2 separate regions of the Sus scrofa genome follow, and region 2 is linked to region 1. A link is a contact called in public HiChIP or PLAC-seq data. All regions are on one chromosome and are shown on one strand. The core of a region is the stretch at or near the end of the contact, and the rest is flanking DNA. Distances in the headings are between cores, read along the strand shown.

Region 1 (4,570 bases), core at 80-2,579:
ACCGGGCAGCCTTGGGCCCCTTCTGCAATGGGCCTTGGGAGAGAGGAGCCGAGACAGTGGCTTGGCTGGCCTCAGTCAGACAGCAGGCACGGGGGAGCCGCCTGAGGAAGCAGGCAGGTAGGGGGGTCCAGGGTGCAGGACTCCTCTCTTCACCTGCATTGCTCTCAAACCACTTGTTAGCCGAGTCCCTCACCCCTGCTCAGGCTCCTCTGTGGCTCCCAGAGGGCTCCCTTCTTTTGGGTGAACCCCACTCCTGCCCTCCTTGCCCACCAGCACTTTCTCTCCTTCGCAAGTAGGCAAGTGACTCTGTTTAGAAAGCCCCTTTACACGTGTGTGTGTGTGTGTGCGCCCCAAATCCTTCATGGGCTAGGGGCGTGCTGACCCCAGCTGATTTTTGTAGCATCACCTTCCCCTACTTCCTTCCAGACCACACCAGATTCTTACCAGCATCCACCCTCCTTGCTTCTTCTTTTCCTGCCTGAAATGTCACGGACACCCCTACACCCACGTCTGTCCCTATCCTCCTCATCTTCCTTCCTCTTCCCACAGCCCAAAAAGGAAGTTCTCCTAGCGTTTAGGTTATAGTTCTGACCTTAGATACATTTTGTTGGTCAGAGGTTTGTTTCCTCCATGGACTGTGAACATTTTCAGGGCAGGAACCTTACATTATGTGTTCATTGTCACACTGCGATGCCCAGCAACCTGCTGGCCACAGGTGCTCAAAAGTGGTTTTTCCAAGGCAGGATGTTCATGGGCACAGTTGTTGTTGTTTTGAATATCTGACATGCGTTGGGGCAGGTAGAGTTAACTGAACACGCTGATCCTGGTGACAAGTTTCTAATATCGCCTGGCTCCTGAGGTTCCTGACCAGCAAGCTAAGAATAACGTTCATCTGTGTTTGCATAGCAGCTCATGTGCAAGAACCAATAAATAATTCAAGTACCAGGAGAAAGTCTGGTTGGGAAGTTGGCAAAATGAATCCAGATTCCCTTTTCAAGCACTTTGAAGAAAAAGCGCTTCTCCAAGATAAAGACTGAGGGTCTGGGTGTTTGCTTTGATATAAGCAAAGGGGATTGGATCGTATCTCTTTCCCTTTAACTCTATATTATTCCAATGGTTCTACTTAACGGGAGTGAAATATTATGTAAATATTTTTTTGTGCTCCAATTAGCAGTAAAAACAACATGGACAGACCTGCTTTCTCTGTTTACTCTGAAGCATGTTCTGGAGTTGATTCGACTTCTCATAATGGATGTGCAAACACATGAAATGATCCCTTCCACCACTGCTCTGTTCCTTTAAGAGACCTCGGTTGTTAAGTTGGACGATCATTGAACCATATGAGGGTCAATAAAAGAATAAAAATTCACTGGTTAGTGATTCAAGCGCAAGGAACTTGATCCCTGTTGGGTATCTGTGTCCATATGCTGCTCACAGTCAGAAGGGGAGCGTCTGACCCCTGGGTGCTCGTCCTACCTCAGGATGGTTTCTGGAAAACTCATCAAGCTCCTCGTCTTTGAGCTGCTCGAGTTTGTGGCTTTCTGTGTCCCCACGCTTGTGATTATGGAACAGTTTGCCGCCGCCTTTCAAAACACAAGGCAGACACCCGAGAGAACGCATTACTGGCTGATTGTTTCTTGCTCCATTGCTTATGTAGCATTAGTGACTCTACTGATTTGGATTCCTGTGAAAGTTCTCTTGTTCAAGAAACGTCATCTTTACCACAAAATCAAAGGATGGTAAGTAAAAGAATTCTTTAGCAGGGAAACCCCTGAGATGTTTTCAGAGGGATTTGCGCTTATAGTCTGTGTAAGGAGGTTAGCTTAGCACAACTGTACATCAGGGGAGATTAATGTGACTTGGTCATCACTGTTCCTATGAATGTATTCATGTCATAGTATCTTCTATGTTTCTTTTTTCTTTGCCTGCGCCCTCTGCATGTGGACGTTCCCATGCCAGGGATGGAACCCGTGCCACAGTAGTGACCCCGGCCACAGCGGTGACAATGCTGGATCCTTAAGCTGCCAAGCCACAAGGGAACTCCAGTATCCTCTATGTTCTTATAAGGCCATTTTTACCGACTGATAATAACAAGTTACCTGTGTTCGTAAGACTTAGTGTGCGTCCCTGATACCCTGAGTAGTAACTGTTCTGCCTCAGCACAGTAAGCCGCACAAGTTAATTTTCAGAAATCACAGTTGTGAGATTATAATACAGAATTCTTCTTTTGTGTAAAACTGAAAATAATATCTCTGTTCACCTGTTTATATTGTTTTGTCGTTCTAAGGCATCCTTGAACCATTAACCAGCTGAGAGTTTCAAGCAAACTGGTTCCTTTGCTTAGATTTTAAAAAATAATACTTTGCTAGATTGGTAAATTATATTACTCTGGTTGGGGGTGAGGGGTAAGTACATCAATAATAATATGGAAATATTTTAACTAAATCAAAATCTGTGGGTTGAACTCACAGTTTAGCTAATGACTATATCAAGCCACGTAAAGGTATTGAGACCAAATAATCTCTGATCCTAATATACATTTCCTTTTAGATCTTCAGAGCTGCTTTTTTATCCTTTGGGGTTTCTCTGTGTTCTCTGATTTGATTTACTTTTTTTTTGTCTTTTTGTCTTTTTCATTTTGAGGTTCCCAGGCTAGGAGTACAATTGGAGCTGTAGCCACTGGCCTACACCATAGCCACAGCCATGCAGGATCTGAGCCGTGTCTGCTACACCACAGCTCATGGCAATGCAGGATCCTTAACCTGTTGAGCGAGGCCAGGGATAGAACCTGCGTCCTCATAGATGCTAGTTGGGTTCGCTAACCGCTGAGCCACAAAGGGAACTCCTGTTTTTAAATTTAATTTAATTAATCACTTTATTTTCTTCAATATGTTAAATTTTTCTTTCCTACTGAGCTTTTATTTTAGAGTTGAATAGAGTGGACTGCATTGGCAAGGCGAGGAGGAGCTGGGAATTCTAACTTAAGCCCAGGCAGAAATGTAAAAATAATAGGTACAGGGATACAGTGAGAAGTGCTATTGGGAGGATGCAGCTGTGGGCAGGGGGGGGGGGGGTGTTACTGCTGAGGTATGGTGCTCAGGAAGTGCCCTTTACATGCTGATACCACAGGTGGGGGGGGTGTTCAGTTCCCCAGGGCTGAGCTCCTGAGGGGTTTCCGGAAATGAACAATTTGGGTGGTACTTCTTTTATCACTGAGGTTTATGGCTTTTCTGATCCTTGATCCAAAACCTCAGGATTACCTAAGGTGTAGGTCTGGACTTGCCTCGGGCCCTCTGCTGCTCACCACCTCTGGAGTAGCTGTGACTTTTGAAGACTCCTGGTCAGGCTGGGGAGTTTGGAGGAAATGGGGGTAGGGTCCAAATGACTGCAGGAGTAAACTGGTGGGAAGCTGGCCTCTCCAACCCAGACAGGCTCTCTTGGATGTTTTTATTTTTATTTTTTATTTTTATTTAGGGCCACACCCGCAGCATATGGAGGTTCCCAAGCTAGGGGTCAAATTAGAGCTATAGCTGCTAGCCTACAGCTGCCGGCCTACACCACAGCTACAGCAGCATCAGATCTGAGCCGCATATGCCACTTGCACTGCAGCTCACAGCAAGGCCAGATCCTTAACCCACTAAGTGGGGCCAGGGATCAAACCCCCAACCTCGTGGTTCCTAGTCAGGTTCGGTTCAGCTGCGCCACGACAGAAACTCCATATTTTTATTTTTTTAATTTTTAAATTTTTTGTCTTGGGTATATGGAGGTTCCCAGGCCAGTGGTTGAATCAGAGCTGCAGCTCTGGTCCTACACCACAGCCACAGTGGCACCAGATCTGAACCACATCTGCCACTTGCATTGCAGCTTACGGCAAGGCCAGATCCTTAACCCACTAAGTGGGGCCAGGGATCGAACCAGCCTCCTCATGGAAATTAGTTGAGTTCGTTACCGCTGAGCCACAGGGGGAACCCCTGGATCTTTTTTTACATTGGCTCAAACCCCTAGGACTCTAGGTCTGAATATCATTCAGGCAGCAAACCTTTCCATATCACTTTTTCTTATTAATATTATTATTAAGCTGGAATTGCTTCTTTGCTAATCACTTATTATGTGCAATAACATTTATGTATGAATTTCATTTCATTCCATACAACCTCATGCTGCTGTCTTTTTTATGAGTTTATCATTATTATTCCCAAGATAAAACTGATGATTAGAGAGGTTAAGAAACTTAGTCATTGGACGAGTGAATAGAAGGGTGATACTTTGGATCTAGTCCATCTGAGCCCATAATTGGAACTTGTAACCATGACCCTTCTTTGAAGGACAAGGTCCTGGTTTCTGGGAGGAAATGAAAGTAGGGAAGGGAGCAGTCTTCCATTTCTACTCCCTGGTGTACATTTTTGGTTGGTTGGTTGGTTGATTGGTTTGGATGGGTATGTCTGGCTCAGCTCCTCCCCTTGGGCTGAGCTTCTTGGGCTGTTGTAACATTTGCATCCCCTCAGTGATTTCTTTTGGGAAATACTCTTCCAGACTTTTGTTTCTGTTTGTGGGTGTGACTGGCCATTGA
Region 2 (4,700 bases), core at 266-2,765, 53 kb after region 1:
GATCCTTACCCTACTGAGTGAAGCTGGGGATTGAACCCACATCCTCACAGAGACAATGTTGGGTCCTTAACCTGCTGAGCCACAATGGGAAGTCCAGGCCAAACTTTTTGAGTTGATATAATCGAGTTACATTTAAAAACCAAGAATGGCTCATTTAAATATTTTTTTTCTCATGATAAATCAATGAAGCAAAGTTTTAGAAAGAAACATTTTGTTTCATCTACTCTGTTTGGTAACCAATTTTTTGTCAGAGAAGCACTGGCTTAACAAAAAAGAAACATTTTTCTTGTGTCCTACAGCTTCACCATCTTTCTCATCCTGTCCGAATAATCTTCTTAATTTTAGAATGCTTAAAAAAACCAGTAAGGTAACTATATAATTTTTCTCAGGAAGCAAAGTTTATAACATTATTGCAAAGACGGTGAATCTTGGGGAGCTTTCCACCTGAAGAAATAGTCTTCATTTAAAATTTCAAAAGATACAATGTTTCCAGCAGCTTCTTTTTGATTGGGTAACATTTCCCAAACTCCAGTTGGCCGTTGGCTATAGCATTACCAAAATCTGCTTCAAAATGGTCTTGATTCATGTTTTGCCTCTGAAACATAACAAAACATAGGTGTAGGGTTAATATGGTGCTTAATGAAAAAATCTGTTTCCAGGTTTTTTTTTTTTTTTTTTAAAGAAAGAGTTCCACCTCCGGTATAATGAATATACCTCTTTTTGACCAAATGAGCAGATTTTTCTCCTAACGAGAGGATCATTGCCAGTTTGAGGAGGATCGCTGTGGTTGAGGCAGTGAGGTTGTATTGCAAACCCCGCCACTATTTTCTCTGGCCATCTAGAGAACTCTCCAGAGGAAGACTTCTAGAAGTTTCTCCCTGCTGTTATTATTGAGATTTGTTCTTTGGGTTAGCCTTGATTTTACTTTTCTTTTGGCTAAAAGGAACAAAGCTCCATGGGAAGTTTGGTTGGAAGCTTTCTAAGAAAAAAGGGCTCTAAGCCCTGAACAGGGAGAGAAGGAGGGAGAATCCGTTTCAGCCCTGAAGACGTTTTCACCATAAATAAAACAGTCCCTTTAAGGCCTGCCTGTTTCTATCACATTCGGGGGGAGCATTCGTTGCCAAGGGGCTTCTGTTTCAGCTGCTTCCCAGAGGAAACCTCCGTTTTCCAGCCCAGGTAATGAATGGCCCCCCGCCTGCCCCCTACACAGCCACCTCCCAGAGGGGCTGCGAGGCCTGGTGCTGGGTCCCCTCTCCCCGTCCCCACAGGCCAGTCGGGCTCCTGATGGCTCCCCTTCCCCCTCCTGCCTCCCCTCTTCCTCATCCCTCTCCCACACATGCCCTCTCTCCCCTTCCTCTGCGTCTGTTCTCCTCCCAAGTTAGCTTACAAAGCAAAGCTGTAACTTTTGAATTCCTGTTTTTCCAACCACCCTCATGTGACAGGATATCTCCTTATTGGAGGTTTTCCCTAATTTCAGAAGCCCTTTAAAAGTGAGAGCTTCCTCCTCACTTCTTTTCAGCAGGGCGGTTCTGAGAAGGGAGGAGGTCCCCGCCTGGGTTCCCCAACTCCCTTCTCTTCACCAGCATCAGGAAAGGACCAGCTCGGGCCATGAGGCTGTCCCCGTGCCTGGCGTTCCTCTCTTTCCTTCCGGTTGCCCTGCAGCTCTTGGGTAAGTTGACTCTAAGGTAGAAGCCTTCGGATTTGGGGCCCGGAGCCTATGGCATCCCATCCCTTTGGGGTCAGTGTTAAATGGGTCCTTTCAACGTGCTGGTGAGGTGGTGGCAGAGCTCCCCGAACCCCCAGCTCTGCAAAAACATTCCTCTTGCTTCCCTGGCCAGGATAAAAACACCTGCTTCTCAGGTCAGAGGGGCTGCCTGCCCTGAACCCTGCAGAACCCTGGCTTCCTCCTCCTCTGTCCCCACTGTCCTTCCCCTGCTTTATTCTCAGAGCGGTTTCCTCTGTGGTCAGTGCTATGTCATTTTCAATTTCTATCGAACCCCCAATGCGCGTGCCTTCTAAGTGTTTCTGGCCTAAAGGAGGGTAGAGCTGGTGTCTCTCGTCATTGCCGGTCTAAGAACAAGATCCCAGGCCACCCCCCAAAAGGGTTTCCATGAGATTTTCATAACTCATCTCTTTTTTTCTCTGTGAACAACCATTTTCATCACGCCTAGAGTTTGGGGCTAGAATGTTTCTTCTTATCTGTGTTCTAAATTGTTCCTTCTCTGTATTCCGAGTTGTTTGTACTGATTGATTCCTGAGACTGAGGCACAGATCCAGAGCTTTTCAAATGTTCAAAGACATTCTGGAGTCTCTCTTTGCTACCTCTCTAGACTCCACCTGTTTACCCATAGCAGGAAGAGAGCCTGTAAGCATTTTGATTCCCAGTTCTCTTCTGAGATGAGCTAGAAGGGATTTTTAACTTTGGAATTTGTGGTTCCCCGTTGCCCTTCATTTCACCTACATGGGCAAACACTGTCTGTGCCCAGCCTGTGCCATTGTCCCTCCAGGCACTGCTGTGGAGGCAGCAGTGAAGGCATGGATAAAACAGAAACTCCATTTGAGTGTGCTCCCTGCCCCCGACAGTGGAGGCTTCCCAGCAAAGGCCAGCTCGCTCTGAGCATGAAGTGGTAGAGATTTTTTTAAAAAAACATGAGCGAAGGGAGAAGGGTTTGCACCAAGCCTCTGCGCAGAAGCTCGTGTGTGTGTGTGTGTGTGTGTGTGTGTGTGTGTGCGCGCGCGCGCACTTTTTAGGGCCACACCTGTGGCATATGGAGGTTTCCAGGCTAGGGGTCTAATCAGAGCTGTAGCCACCGGCCTACACCACAGCCACAGCAATTCGGGATCCAAGCGGCGTCTGCGACCTACACCACAGCTCACGGCAAAGCCGGATCATTAACCCACTGAGTGAGGCCAGGCAGGGACTGAACTTACAACCTCATGGTTCCTAGTCGGATTCATTAACCACTGCGCCACGACGGGAACTCCCAGCAGTGACTTTTTTTTAATTCCTCCTCCAGTAGAAACCAATGATCCGATACGAGCAATACAGTGGGCATGTAAAGGAGAAGTCTCCTTAGCAACAGTGCCAAGGAAAGAGGCTGGATGGAGCCTGAGATCTCTTACCTTAGTCCTGGCTCCAATGCGCATCCCTCGGGGAGTAAGGAGGGACTGCCTAACCCCGGGCGGGCGTGGGAGGACCATCGCCTTGGTCTTCACCTGGAAAGACCGCCTCGTGCAAGAGGATTCATATATTCTTCATGACCTCAAAGATTAAAACCAAGACCAGTGCAAATCTCAGAGCTGTGTTGTCACCGAATGTTCCGCTTAAGTAAGTTCCCTGTTACCAAAAGTTTTCAAACAGATGCTGGCGAACAGTTGCAGACCTGGACTGTAACCCAGCACAGTCCGATAGAAACATAACTGGCTGTGTTATGCAGCTTCATTTAAAAAAGTTAAAAAGGGGAGTTCCCATCGTGGCGCAGTGGTTAACGAATCTGACTAGGAACCATGAGGTTGTGGGTTCGATCCCTGCCCTTGCTCAGTGGGTTAACGATCCGGCATTGCCATGAGCTGTGGTGTAGGTTGCAGGCGCGGCTCGGATCCTGCATTGCTGTGGCTCAGGCATAGGCCGGCAGCTACAGCTCCGATTAGACTCCTAACCTGGGAACCTCCATATGCCACAGGAGCGGCCCAAGAAATGGCAAAAAGACAAAAAAAAAAAAAAAGGTTAAAAAGGTACAGGTGACCTTGATCTTATAAATATGTTTTATTTAACCTAACAGAGCCAAAATATTATGAGTCACCTTCATCAATATAAAGCTTATTAGGATAATTCTACATTCATGTTTTAAAAAGTATGCTCCCGGGGTTCCCTTCATGGTGCAGTGGTTAACAAATCTGACTGGGAGGCATGGGGTTGCAGGTTCGATCCCTGGCTTTTCTCAGTGGGTTGGGGATCCGATGTTGCTGTGAGCTGTGGTGTAGGTTGCAGATGCGGCTCGGGTCCTGCGTTGCTGTGGTTCTGGCGTAGGCCGGTGGCTAAAACTCTGGACCCCTAGCCTGGGAACCTCCATATGCCATGGAAAGTGGCCCTAGAAAAGGCAAAAGGACAATAAATAAATAAATAAATAAATAAAAGTATGCTCCCTTTTTCTTAAGATGTATTATTATTTTATTTTATTTTTGGCTGTACCTGTGGCATGTGGAAGTTCCCAGGCCAGGGATCTAACCTGAGTCACAGCAGTGAGAACACCAGGTCCTTAACCACTAGGCCGCCAGGGAACTCCTACGTTCATTTTTTTTTTTAATTAAATTTTTAAATGCTGGTGCATATTTTGTACTTACAGCACATCTCAATTCAGACTGACCTTGTTTCAAGGGTACAGTAGACCCTTAGGGCTAATGGCTATCATCCTGGGGAGCACACATACAGCCTCTGATTTTCTTTATACTTGCTCTTCATGTTTTGGGGCAAAAAAATATTTCTCATCTTGCTTAGGAATTTCCCCCCTCCTGGAGACAGTGGGATGCCTTGCTCTGATGAATGGCTTCCTCTTCATAGACACAACCATGGGAGAAGCAGAAGGGTGCTGGAACTTGTTTACTTAAAGAATCAAAACCAACTAGCAAAAACATGGGTACCCTTTCTAGAATTTTTTTTTAATGAATTTGAGAGCCTATCCTTTTTTTTTCTTTTTCTT

What was found. HiChIP or PLAC-seq counts read pairs in DNA pulled down with a chosen protein or histone mark.
Region 2: a contact with region 1 is called in an H3K27ac HiChIP or PLAC-seq map of alveolar macrophages. The contact joins the promoter of MRC1 here to the promoter of TMEM236 in region 1. A contact is called at or near these places in 2 of 2 datasets of contacts at active chromatin or transcription factors (alveolar macrophages and skeletal muscle).

The regions. Positions count from the first base shown.
Region 1 is chr10:44,053,789-44,058,358 of Sscrofa11.1, forward strand. It overlaps TMEM236 (transmembrane protein 236), which reads left to right and starts at 1,330. Exons shown (of 4, transcript XM_003130725.5): 1 at 1,330-1,739. The coding sequence starts at 1,483.
Region 2 is chr10:44,106,411-44,111,110 of Sscrofa11.1, forward strand. MRC1 (mannose receptor C-type 1) reads left to right here and starts at 1,516. Exons shown (of 30, transcript NM_001255969.1): 1 at 1,516-1,669. The coding sequence starts at 1,609.